Linked DNA regions of Capsicum annuum: region 2 is linked to region 1. The links are chromatin contacts, called in public Hi-C maps. All regions are on one chromosome and are shown on one strand. Each heading gives the region's core, a stretch centred on a gene start, on an enhancer-like site or on the middle of the called end of the contact. The rest is flanking DNA. Distances are from core to core; before and after follow the strand shown.

Region 1 (2,950 bases), core at 145-2,644:
AAAAATAATAATAAAGAAGAAACTCACAAGGTAAGATAGAGAAACATCACTTATTCATGAGGTCTAACAACATTCCTTTTCCTTTTCCTTTTCCATTTCCTTATCATGTTTTTCTGTTACACATGAGAAGACCTCTTATTGGAGTTTGATTTTGGCTCGTAAATCCATTTGACCTTTATTAAAATTTAAAATTTGGTTTTAGACAGTCAATTATATCGAGTTACCGCAACAAAAGACACACAATACAACACTAAATGCTAGCAGAGTAGAAAAGTTAATACACAAAATCAACCAATTACAATCAAATAGAGTGCGCACCATAATTCAAAACTTAAATGCTTTGATCCCAATTGTAAATCCATATTTTTGTCAATTATTCATTAGGTTTAACAACATTCTTTTTCTTTTACCTTATCAAGCTTTTCTCTTAGACAAGAAAAAAAACTCTTATCAAAGTTTAATCTTAAACTGTTTAATCCATTTCCTTTTATCAAAGTTTAATCTTAAACTGTTTAATCCATTTCCTTATCAAGTTTCTCTTATACATGAGAAGGTCTCTGATTAAAATTTAATTTTGAACAGTCAATTATATCGAGCAACCACTATAGCAGATACATAACATAAGTATACAAAACTACATGCTAACAAACTAGAAAAGTCCATACACAAAAATGCACCAATTACTATCAAACAGAGTATGGCTTCGATCTCAATTATAAATCCACAACTATGATCAACACTAAGAACATAACATGAAAAAGTAACTCACAAGGTAAGATAGAGAAACATCAGGGTCAATGGTTGAATCATCATCATCATTGTTGTTGTTGTCGTCATAACTGTAAGCCTCTCCTTCTTCAAGCTCAGTTTCTTCCATAATCATTTCTCTTCTTCCACCATCAAACCCTAAGCCTATCCCCTTCCTTCCATCTCTACTACTCCCAATAGAAATCATTCAAATAAAAAAAAAAATCAACAAATTTTCACTTTTCACACCCACAAAAACCTATATACTTTGTCTTAACAACCCACAAAATTCTCCACCAATTTATCAATGTTCCAAAACTCTTCAACTCAACTCATCGAGATCGCAAAAAAAAAAAAAAAAAAAAACAGCAAAAAATTACCAACACAACTGACGTCAATTGTAATTTTAAAAAAAAATAATCAAAAAAATATTATTAAATCAAAACAAAAAGAAAAACTGATTATGGATTTATTAAAGCTAATTTAAGATTTTTCTGGAAATTAAAAACTTGGATCGCCCTTACTAAGATCTTTGTAAAGCTCAAAAACTACGAGCATTTAGAGAGAGAAAATGAAGAAAGAGAAAGACTCTGGTTTTGGTGTATTACCAGCCGCGTTTATTTTGCGTTTTTTGTTTTGCTTATTTTTTTTTTCCTTGTAAAAGTTATATAAATTAATGGAATAATATAAGTAGTATTTATATTATGATATATGCATTTGACAGATAGAAACACACCCATATGACCTAACAGATACACCTGGAGTACTATATAATCTGATCCAAATTGAAGAATTATTTTGAAAACTTTATGAATATATTTAAGGAGCTAGTAAAATGATTATACTACATAAAAATAATAATAATAATAAAATATTTAGTAATATTTTGAGAGAGAATAGAATTTCTGAAATAAATATAATGAGGTAGTAAAATAATTATGTTACATATAGATAACAATAATAATAACATATTCGGTAATATTTTGAGAGAGATAGAGTTTCTGAAATAAATTTAATAAGCTAATAAAATAATTGTGCTACATAAAGATAATAACAATAATAACATATTCAGGAACATTCTGGGAAAGGATAGAGTTTCTGGAATAAATTTAACGAGCTAGTAAAATAATTGTGCTACATAAAGATAATAACAATAATAACATATTATGTAACATTCTGGGAGAGAATAGAGTTTTTGGAATAAATTTAACGAGCTAGTAAAATGATTGTGCTACGTAAAGATAATAACAATAATAGTATATTCAGTGACATTTGGGGAGAGGATAGAATTTCTGAATAAATTTAACGAGCTAGTAAAATGATTGTGCTACGTAAAGATAATAACAATAATAACATTAATATAATAACAATAATAACATATTCAATAACATTCTGAGAGGGGATAGAGTTTCTGAAATAAATTTAACGAGTTAGTAAAATGATTGTGCAACATAAAGATGGCAACAATGATAATATATTCAATTATATTCTGGGAGAGGATAGAGTTTCTGGAATAAATTCAACGAGCTAGTAAAATGATAATGCTACATGAAGATAATAACATATTGGCAAAATGGCTCAGTGGACCCCTGCACTATATCGGTTTTGTAAGTTGAACACTTCTACTTACACGTTTGTCATCTGAATCCTTAAACTCATTAAAAAGCAATATTTTAAACACTTTTTTGGTGAGTGTAACACACTCTCCCCACGTCAGCTGTCACGACTGCCACATCAGCTGCCACATCATTTTCAAGTATTGCATGTAATTTCAAGTTATTTTTTATTGCTACATAATAAATTAAATATTAAAATTAATTTAATTAAATAAGAAAAAATTATAAATTGTAGAAATATTTGAATAATCATGTTTTTATTTTTGCTCACAAATTAAATATCAAATTCATTTCGAATAATCAAAATTCTTCTCCAAATAATTTAAATTTTTAACTATAAATTCATATATACAAATATAATGAATTTTTGATTTTAAAATTTGAATATCTTTAACAATTTCAAATTTAAATTTTCAACTATAAATTCTAATACACAAACACAAAAAATTTAATTAAACATCAAATTTATTTCAAATAATTGAAATTTTCTCCAATTAATTTAAAATTTTAACTATAAATTCACATACACAAACATAATAAATTTTCAATTTTAATTTAAATATCTTTAACAATTTGTAAAATTTACA
Region 2 (3,095 bases), core at 516-3,015, 41 kb after region 1:
TATTATGATGCATAGATCAATTTTTCTGAGATATATCATTATATCTAATACATACAAAATTTTAAAATTATTTTGGATTGTATTGCAACTGATATATTACAAAATACTGAGTACAGTTGGTACATATATGTTGTATTTATAGTTCATATAAAAAAACACGTGGTAGCTTATGTATCATTATCAATAATATGTTTTGACTTAGGTACGTATAAGTTTTTTTCACCTTTTTTGCTGATTTAGTTTTGTATTTTGTGTAACATTTTGTGGAGCATTTTGATTTAGAGGATTTGAGAGAATTGTGATTGGAGGATGTTGATGACGGTGGTTAGAACTTGAATTAGGAAATTGTTGCTAATTTTCAGGATTCAAAAAACATATCCCAATCAAAATCCCACTAATTTCTCTGTCATTTAATCTCTTATCATTATTTTTATTTTTTATAGGCAATTAATTTGCTATTTATGTATTTGGAAGGGATTTGGTGTAATTATGAAAAAAATTGGAAAAGAGTGTAATTAGGTAGCAAATTGTTGGAGTTTATGTTATTTGCCTTCTTTTTAACCAAGAAATAATTTTCATATATTTTTGAGTAGCTGATAAAATGAAACCATTTTAATTTTTTAAAAATTTTCAAATAGTATTTTTTATTTTTTTTTTAATAATAGTTGTTTTAAATAGCAATAAATATTTCAATTATAGAGTGATGATACATAAATAAAAGAAAATTAATAAAGAGAAATGAATTTTGAAATATAAATAGAAGGGAAATAGTCAAAATCCTTTTTAATTAGTACTAATATTCTTTTATAGAACACGTAAAAATGAAACTCGACAAATAATTTGAAAAAGAAAGTTAAAACACAATGTAAAAATAAAACTCGACAAATAATTTGAAAAAGAGAGTAAAAACACAATGTTTGACATTTACTTTTTGTTTTTTTGGTAATAGGGATACGTATATTATAGCATCATAACAAAACTATAGACTAGTAGATAAATTTACAAAAGCATTGGACGACAAACTTCCTAACGACTTAACATGCTTAGTAACTATGCCTCCTCTCTTATCAGCATGCAAATTGTTTAATAAGTCCTGAGGAGGCAGCTAGTAGTAGCCCTGACTGAGTTATTCGACAAGATGGATGGTCGTGCAGTGGAGATGGCTTTCCTTGCTAGACTATCTGCTAGTCTATTATGCTCTCTGTATATACGGATAAGCGTCGGATTACCCAGCTGTCAGAGAAGGAACCTACTATCAGAAAGTAGTGCACTATTAGTATCTGAATAGTTAAACAAAGTAATTAAATGGTCAGCATCCACGTTTATCTCTAAAGGCTTTAGTTCATGCTCCATTGCAAGCTGCAAACCTATAAATAAAGCCAAGAGTTCAAGATGATAAATATCTTGTGCAAAAGTGTATGCAGTGAGTCCCATAACCCAATCACCTATTCTGTTTGGAGAAACTCCCCCTAAACCCCCAAGACTTGTATTTGGACATAAGGTTGCGTCAGTGTTCAACATAAGGTGATCATCTTTTGGGGGGTTCCACTTAACATAGAGGGTACGTAAAGGGATTTCGTTTTGACATGTGAATCCCCTGCGAGGAACCACAATTGAGACGCTAAATTTAAAGCAAAAGCTGAGGATGGGGCGCCATGTTGCCTATCAAAAAGATGTTTATTGCGATAGTTTCATGTATCACATAGGCAGTTGGGGTATGAGGACCTCCAGTGGTAAGGTTGAAGGGAGAGATTTGTGATGATGAGTTACAACATTTTTTATCCATTTTGTAAAAGAAATGAAAGAGTCCTCAGGTGGCGGGGTAGCAAACAATAACCCGTGTTAATAGTTAGTTTTTCCCAAAATTGCGTAAGCGGAAAATAAAGCACTGCTGCACCTGTCAAGGTTCGAACCCGGGTTGTTGATGTAGAATGGACTATGCTTCTCTAGCTTGTCAAGGATGTGCAACATGTATATAACCTTAAATATCTATATTTAACCTATATACTCGAAAATTTTTTCCACGAAGGGTGTTCAGGTGGCTCCGCCGCTGGTTGAGCACTAGTAACCAAAGAAAAAGCTTTAGTTTTGTGAGGATATTAAGTTTCCAGATCCACATGAGACCACCTGGATCCTTAGACTCGTTGTTTTTCAGGGACATGTAATTGTAGCATGATTGAACTGTAAATCTACCCATATTAGTAAGGCCCCATTTAATAGGATCATATGTATTACAGTACGTAGGAAAGTGTACAACAGTGATTTGGTTTCAAATCAGCTCAGGGAATTCCATGAATTATTGAAAAGGTAATCGTGAATATTTTTGGCAACGGATCGTAGATGAGGGAACGCAGGCCTTTATCCAAGGCTGGTACCAGAAATTGATGAATTTCCCATTCGCGGGGTGCCATATGAGGCCTTTTTGACAGCATTTCCAACCTATTTTTTGAAGTTTTTTCCAAATTGCAGATGTATACATTGAAGTCGAAGATAGATGGAAACATAGATGCCCATATGGAGTTGTCCAAGCGGAAGAAGCCAGCAGAGCTTGATGTTTCATAGCTAGGCTTTGAATTCCTAAGCCTCAATATTTTTTCAGATACGTTATAGTAGACCAATTAACAAGATGTAACCTCTTATGGGACATTGTTGAGGAAGTGGAAAAGTGCTCCCTCACTTTTATTTTACTCAACTCTAGTACTAAAAATAATTTTTTTCCTCCCTTCGTCACCTTACTTGTCCACCTTACAACTACACAAAAAGAGTGTACATTTTTGCTATTGAATTATTTCATAATCCAAGGAGAAGAATAACACTCTTTATCAGTATCATAACCTCTTGATGGGAAATGAAACTTAGATCACGATGGGAACCTACTTATGAGTGAAATTTCGTTGACACATAAATTCCCCAGAAAAAACTACAAACTAGTCAAAGGATGGCCTGTCTTATTCTTCTCTCATTTGGGACCCCTATTTTCTCGAAGCAGATAGTCTTGTCTAAGCTAGAACAGCAGATTCGTGAGCAAGAACGTATTTCACAGCTGATTCAACAGCAATCGTTTTTTTTTGGGGAACTTTCATATGAGTCTATTC

Evidence for each region. Hi-C and Micro-C count contacts between places; a contact is called where the count stands out from the background.
Region 2: a Hi-C map of leaf shows a contact between it and region 1, with 5 times the contacts expected there. The contact joins the enhancer-like site here to the promoter of LOC107863995 in region 1. A contact is called at or near these places in 3 of 5 Hi-C or Micro-C datasets (bud and leaf).

The regions. Positions count from the first base shown.
Region 1 is chr3:32,373,983-32,376,932 of UCD10Xv1.1, forward strand. It overlaps LOC107863995 (cysteine-tryptophan domain-containing zinc finger protein 3), which reads right to left and starts at 1,395. Exons shown (of 14, transcript XM_016710227.2): 1 at 770-1,395. The coding sequence starts at 955.
Region 2 is chr3:32,414,651-32,417,745 of UCD10Xv1.1, forward strand. No RefSeq gene overlaps it. Among protein-coding and RNA genes, the nearest start is that of LOC107863994, 10 kb to the right of the region's middle. Within about 2 kb of position 1,766, at least 3 of the 5 cell types and tissues checked have an H3K27ac peak or open chromatin away from gene starts, as enhancers often do. A contact at or near this core is called in leaf, where this site is marked.